Regions from separate parts of the Mus musculus genome. Here region 1 is linked to region 2. A link is a contact called in public HiChIP or PLAC-seq data. All regions are on one chromosome and are shown on one strand. Each heading gives the region's core, a stretch centred on a gene start, on an enhancer-like site or on the middle of the called end of the contact. The rest is flanking DNA. Distances are from core to core; before and after follow the strand shown. Region 1 overlaps Gli2 (GLI-Kruppel family member GLI2). Region 2 holds the start of Clasp1 (CLIP associating protein 1).

What was found. HiChIP or PLAC-seq counts read pairs in DNA pulled down with a chosen protein or histone mark.
Region 1: an H3K4me3 HiChIP or PLAC-seq map of embryonic limb bud shows a contact between it and region 2, with 6 times the contacts expected there. The contact joins the enhancer-like site here to the promoter of Clasp1 in region 2. A contact is called at or near these places in 3 of 39 promoter capture datasets (embryonic stem cells, hippocampal neurons and stem cell-derived epiblast-like cells), 1 of 15 datasets of contacts at CTCF or cohesin (the NIH/3T3 cell line) and 2 of 115 datasets of contacts at active chromatin or transcription factors (embryonic limb bud and embryonic stem cells).

Annotation. Positions count from the first base shown.
Region 1 is chr1:119,032,691-119,035,390 of GRCm38.p6, reverse strand. The region is part of intron 1 of Gli2 (GLI-Kruppel family member GLI2); the gene reads left to right. Among named protein-coding and RNA genes, the nearest start is that of Gli2, 20 kb to the left of the region's middle. Within about 2 kb of position 1,405, at least 204 of the 459 cell types and tissues checked have an H3K27ac peak or open chromatin away from gene starts, as enhancers often do. A contact at or near this core is called in the NIH/3T3 cell line, embryonic limb bud and hippocampal neurons, where this site is marked.
Region 2 is chr1:118,387,662-118,390,361 of GRCm38.p6, reverse strand. Clasp1 (CLIP associating protein 1) reads right to left here and starts at 1,304. Exons shown (of 43, transcript NM_001359328.1): 1 at 841-1,304.

The sequences.
Region 1 (2,700 bases), core at 156-2,655, 640 kb before region 2:
GTTTACGTATTTCTTTATTCAGTATAGATTACATTTTCCTGCCGCCTTTTGGTGAGGAGCCCATGCCGGAGAATCTTGGTAGATTCTTGATGCTGTAATTTTCTGCTATTAATTGGTTAACTTTTTTTTTGCTTTCCTGAAAATTTTATGTTTTCTCTGAGATGTGGTTAATTTGCTGGGGAGGGAAGGTTAATCTTTTTTTTTGGGGGGGGGGATAGGGGAGAGCAGGGTCTCTTGTGGCCCAGGCCGATCCTTAGCTATGTAGCCGAGGATCACCGAGGATCATCTTTAACGTGTGATCCCTGCCAAGTGCCGGTATGACAAGTGTGAGTCGCCATGCCTGATTTATGTGGCGCTGAGGATTGAACCCAGGGCTTCCTGAGTGTGAGGCAGGCCCCCTACCTCCTACCTGTACCTCCAGCTCAAAAGTTTCATCTCTGAAGTTGTGTTAATTGGGATGGGGGTGGGAGCTGCTTACAGGTATTGATTCTTTGCATCCAGGCATACTGCTTCTGAGCTCTGTGCTTTCTGAGGCCTGGCTGGTGGGTCTAAGCACCCGTCCTTAAGTGTGTGTCAAGCACCATTCTCTGGCAGCCTTCAGCCTGCTTCCTTCTCGGTACCCTGGGAAGAATAGAACCTAATTGAGTATATTCTACAGGGTCTCAAGACCCTCACATCTCCTCTGTGATACCAGCTTGAATCTCCCCTCTCTGAAGTTGTCATGCAAACTCTGGCATCCGTGGGACTCTTTAGGTGCTTACTGTCTCCTCCACCCAGCAATCTGCTGATCTGCTTGGTCTGCACTAGAACTGCAAACTCTTTCCAGACAGTAAGCTGGGCCTCCTCGTAGGGCTCACCTCCCTTCACTGCCTGGCGTGCTTTAAATGTTTTGTCTGGTTTTTTGGTGGTTTCGGGTGGGAGCCTAAATCTGGTCCCTGTTATTCCATCTCGGCCAGCAGCGGGACATTTAATTTGCATTTTTTCTCACGAGGAGAGCTGTTCCCATTTTAAACAGTGGAAAGTATTCCACGGTCCTGCGGTCCTCACCCCTGAGTGTATCTGTGGAGGGTGTGAGGTGCTTACAGCTGGGAGGGCCAGGGACACCTCACCTCCGTCCCTGAAGCAGAGGCCTCAGAGAACATGTGTGGGCTGGAGATTCGTGTTTTGCCCCGAGTACCACAGGCAACCTCAGCAGCTTGTCCAAGGGCTGTGTGCACAGCTGAGCGTGGGAGCCTCCTCAGAACTACAAAACCCCAGAGTGCTTGGGCTTGCCAGTGAAGGCACTGGTTCAAGATGTTGTCATGGGGAGAAAGGGGAAAGAGGAAGTGGGAAGGGCCTGGTGTGAATGGTGCTGGCTGGGAGGCCTGGCTTGCTCCCCCTGACTGGGCCTCTCAGGCCTGGCTGCAAGACCCTGGGCTTTGTCTCTTCCTTCCCTGTGACAGAGAGCTGGGGCCTAGGCACAGATGTTGTGCTTGAGACCCTCGCCTGCCTAGAAGCTCAGGAGAGAGGAAGCAGTGCTCTCTGGAATGTCTGCATTCAGCTGTGGAGATGGAAAATATCTGCTCAGCCTGTGGCCTTGAGATGGATGGCTGAAGAGACTGTAAATCATCTGTAGTCTGGGAGAGCTGCCTGTGGCCCTCTGTGGCCTGAAGAGAGGGCTGTGGGTGGGCCCTGGGGAGCCCACTGTCCAAATGCCAGGCTAGGAGCCGGAAACTCAGAGAGCCAGAGTGAGGGTCAGTGGGCTCTGGGGACCTGCATCTCCAGAGCTCTGGTTGGCTGCAAGGGAAATGGAGTTGGGATAATTTGTCTGGAGATGTCCAGGCTGACCCAAGACTGAAGGCCAGCTGGCCTGCCCTCCTCACCCAGAGAAAAGGAGAGGCAAGGAGAGGCTGGGGACTGAGCCAGCACTACTCTGCTTAATTGTGTGTATGTGTGCGAGCCTGCATGTGCGTGTGTATATGTGTATATGTGTGAGTGGTGTGTGTGTGTGTGTGTGTGTGTGTATACAGGTACATGGGTACAAGATGTGTTGTGTATGGCAGATGGCAGCCTCGGGCAAGGAGTTTTGCCTTCTATTTTAAACACACTCTTGTGTGCCCCTGTGTGTGTGTGTGCAGGCATGGAGAGACACAGCATACCTGTGGAGGTCAGAGGCTCACTTGTAGGAGTCTAGTTAGCCTGTGGGCTTTGGGGCATTCTCCCATCTCACCCCCACTCTGTAGGAGCATGGGGATTACAGAGCAAGGCTACTTCACCTGAAATCCTAACATACAGGTCAGCATACTTGTGCTGTAAGGCCTTTACCCACTGATGCCTCTCCCAGCCCCTCCAAGCCCCAAGGTTTTGTCATCAAGAGGTCTGGTTTTTTTCTTCCCATACTCTCTGACTGTCTCTTTTCCAAGGTTATCCTAAGGGATGATTGCATACTCATGCATTTGAACGAAAGAGGTGTGTGTGTGTGTGTGTGTGTGTGTGTGTGTGTGTGTGTGTGCGTGCACATGTATGTGTGGTGTGCTCTCTGGGTGGGTGAGGAGAGCATCAGGTGTCCTGTGCTGTCACTCTCAGCCTATTCCTTTGACACAGTCTCTCACTGAATCTGGAGCAGGCAAGTCCCAGCAATCCATCTGGACTCCCTGTACCACACACACACACACACACACACACACACACACACACACTGGGGTTACAGGCAAACCTGCT
Region 2 (2,700 bases), core at 55-2,554:
TAAAATCTAGATATATTATGTAATGAGATTGACTTTGGAAAACCCCACACTCATCCAAGCAACTCATAAAATGGAAAGCAAGATTCAATCCGCTCCATTGTATCCAACCAGACCAACGTGCAAGATCACACACTCATCTTCGTCAGAGCGGCTCTGCCAATACCGAAGAACAACAAAGGCAAGTTGGAGAGGCTGCACAGGCTTAACTCAGCGCTTGTCCGCTCTTCCCTGCTTCGCAAAGATCCTATATGAGGGGCCCTCCTGGGACAAGGGGACCTTCCGCACCCCGCTGGGCCCCGGCTGCTCCGCTTTTGTCTGGCCCAGGCTGGGGGCACCGGCCGCCCGGCCTGCCTCCCCGACAACCCCTTCTTCCCTCTGAATCTTTCTCCACACCCATCACTCGCCGATGATTAGTTGTAGTGAGGTTTTCTCTCCTGGAGCCCCTTCCCGCTCAGTGTAATCTCGGTTCCTTTCAAAGAGATCCCGGGGCTGCTTTGGCGTCTCCCAAGCCGGCCAGGGGAGACTCCGGGTCAGGAAGGGGCCCCGGGGTGGGGTCTGAAAGAGACAGTCACACAAAGCCAGGCTTGACCCCACAGTCGCCCCACCTCCCCTCTGCAAAGCAGCCTACAATCAGAACTGAAGCCGGAGGCCGCGCGTCCTGGGTCCTCACCCAGATCCCATCCCAGGGCCGCCCCCTCCCCCAAAAGTGCACCCCAGAGCGGCTGACAGCACTGGACACCGTCCCCACCCGGACCCTGCGCCCGCCGCCGCTCGGAAAAGAAGCAGGGCCCTCCAGTGGACTCCATTCTGAGCATTCTTCGTCTTAAACCCGGTACTTACAGTTCTATTATTCACTACTGTTGCGGCTGCGGACCGGACAGCCACCGCCTTCTCCTCCACCCCAATGAGGTTAAGCGCTTGGTGCGGGGATTAAAAAAAAAAAAAAAAAAAATGAAAAACCAAAATGCGCCTGCGCAGAGAGGTCTCCCTGTGTCCTCTTACCGCCACCGGCCGGGCTGAACCATAGAGACTGTAATCTCAGCCCAGAGAGGTGGCTTCCTCTCTATGGTAACGCCCAGCGCTGGGGCCCGCATGAAGTTTCAGGTCCCGCCGCCTTTGCCTTTGACCCGAATGGCGACCCGTAGCATAAAGGTGCTTTAATAAAAAAAGGTGACCAAGGAGAATTTAAGGAATGTTTAGAGCCTTTAAAGGAGAGGAAGCAAAACTCGAGCAAGACTAGGAGAAGGCTGTGCGATAAAAGAGCTAGAGAGGAGTCAGGAGCGCTTCCAGCCGGAACTTCCTTTGATTGTCGAGGTGTTTGATACTTGAATTAAACAATCTTTCACTTCTGGGTTACGGGTGCCCGCTATTTACCGGGCGACTTCAGTGAAAGAAATTGGCCCCCGCGACTTCCCGTAGCTGACAGCGCGTTGGGCTTGTCCTGAATATGCGTACAAGCGCTGCTACCGGAAGCCCAGGTTTTAAACCGTTCTTCGCGCTTTAGCGAGCCAGGGCGCGAGGTGGAGGCTGCTGAGATTGGTGTGAGAGTGTGCCAGTTTCTTTTCTAAGTTCCTTCACAACAACGTCGCCTCGCGTCCCGCGTGGCCTTCAGGTTATATCTGAGGTTTTTGGGCTATGCAGATTGCAGCGCTACTTTCAAGGAGCCTAAGGACGCCCTGTTTTGTCCTTCTACGCCCGTGTGCTACCCAACAGTTTGGATTTGAGAGCTTTTGTGTTGCAGTTGTACACTGGTGAAAATCACTTTTAAAGTGTCGGATTGGCTTCCTCTGTCAAGACTGGGTGTTTATGGGGACTCTTTTGTGCGGGAATGTGTATGTATTGGGAGATGTGTGATAACGCCGTCAGATCTTCCGGACTTGGAAAGGCAAGCCAAAACAATAAAGCCAATCACAGACCTGTGTGGTGCAGAAAAGGTATAGGATTCACATGCAGGACGGGACTCGTGATTGAATATAGAAAAAGTAACATCTTTAAGATGTAAATGCAAGCAAGTTTACTAACCGTGGGTGGAAAACCCTGAAGCGCGTTCTAGAAAGAAATACCGCCGGGTCAAGGGCCGAGCGGAAGTGGGTGGTATGCTGGGAGAACAATGTGTGGAGAGTAGTCAACTGGAAAGGAAAAGAGAAACCCAAGAAAAGTTTGATAAGTTCAATGGGAAGGAATTTGTGCATATTAACAAAAGAAACGTTGTAGCTGGTTTTTATTGTACAGTTCAGTGCACTTACATTGTTAAGTAGCCACTCTTCTGCTTTCTTTTTGTCATACAAAAAATGCACCTGTTAATTTGTAATTCCTCTTTACCTTTAGCTCTGATTACCACCATTCTGCTTTCTATGGATTAAAATACTGAGAGTATTTTGAAAGTGGAGTCATATAGTCTTGGTCTTTTTATTTTTTTTAAGATTTATTTATTCATTATATGTAAGTACACTGTAGCTGTCTCAGACACACCAAAATAGGGCATCAGGTCTCATTATGGATGGTTGTGAGCCACCATGTGGTTGCTAGGAATTGAACTCAGGACCTCTGGAAGAGCAGTCAGTGCTCTTAACCGCTGAACCATCTCTCCAGCCCAGTCTTGGTGTTTTTATAACTGGTTCATTTCACATAGTCTAATAGACTCCAGAGCTGTCAGTGCATGTTGTAGCATGTGTCCAGAGTGCCCTCTTTAAAGCTGAA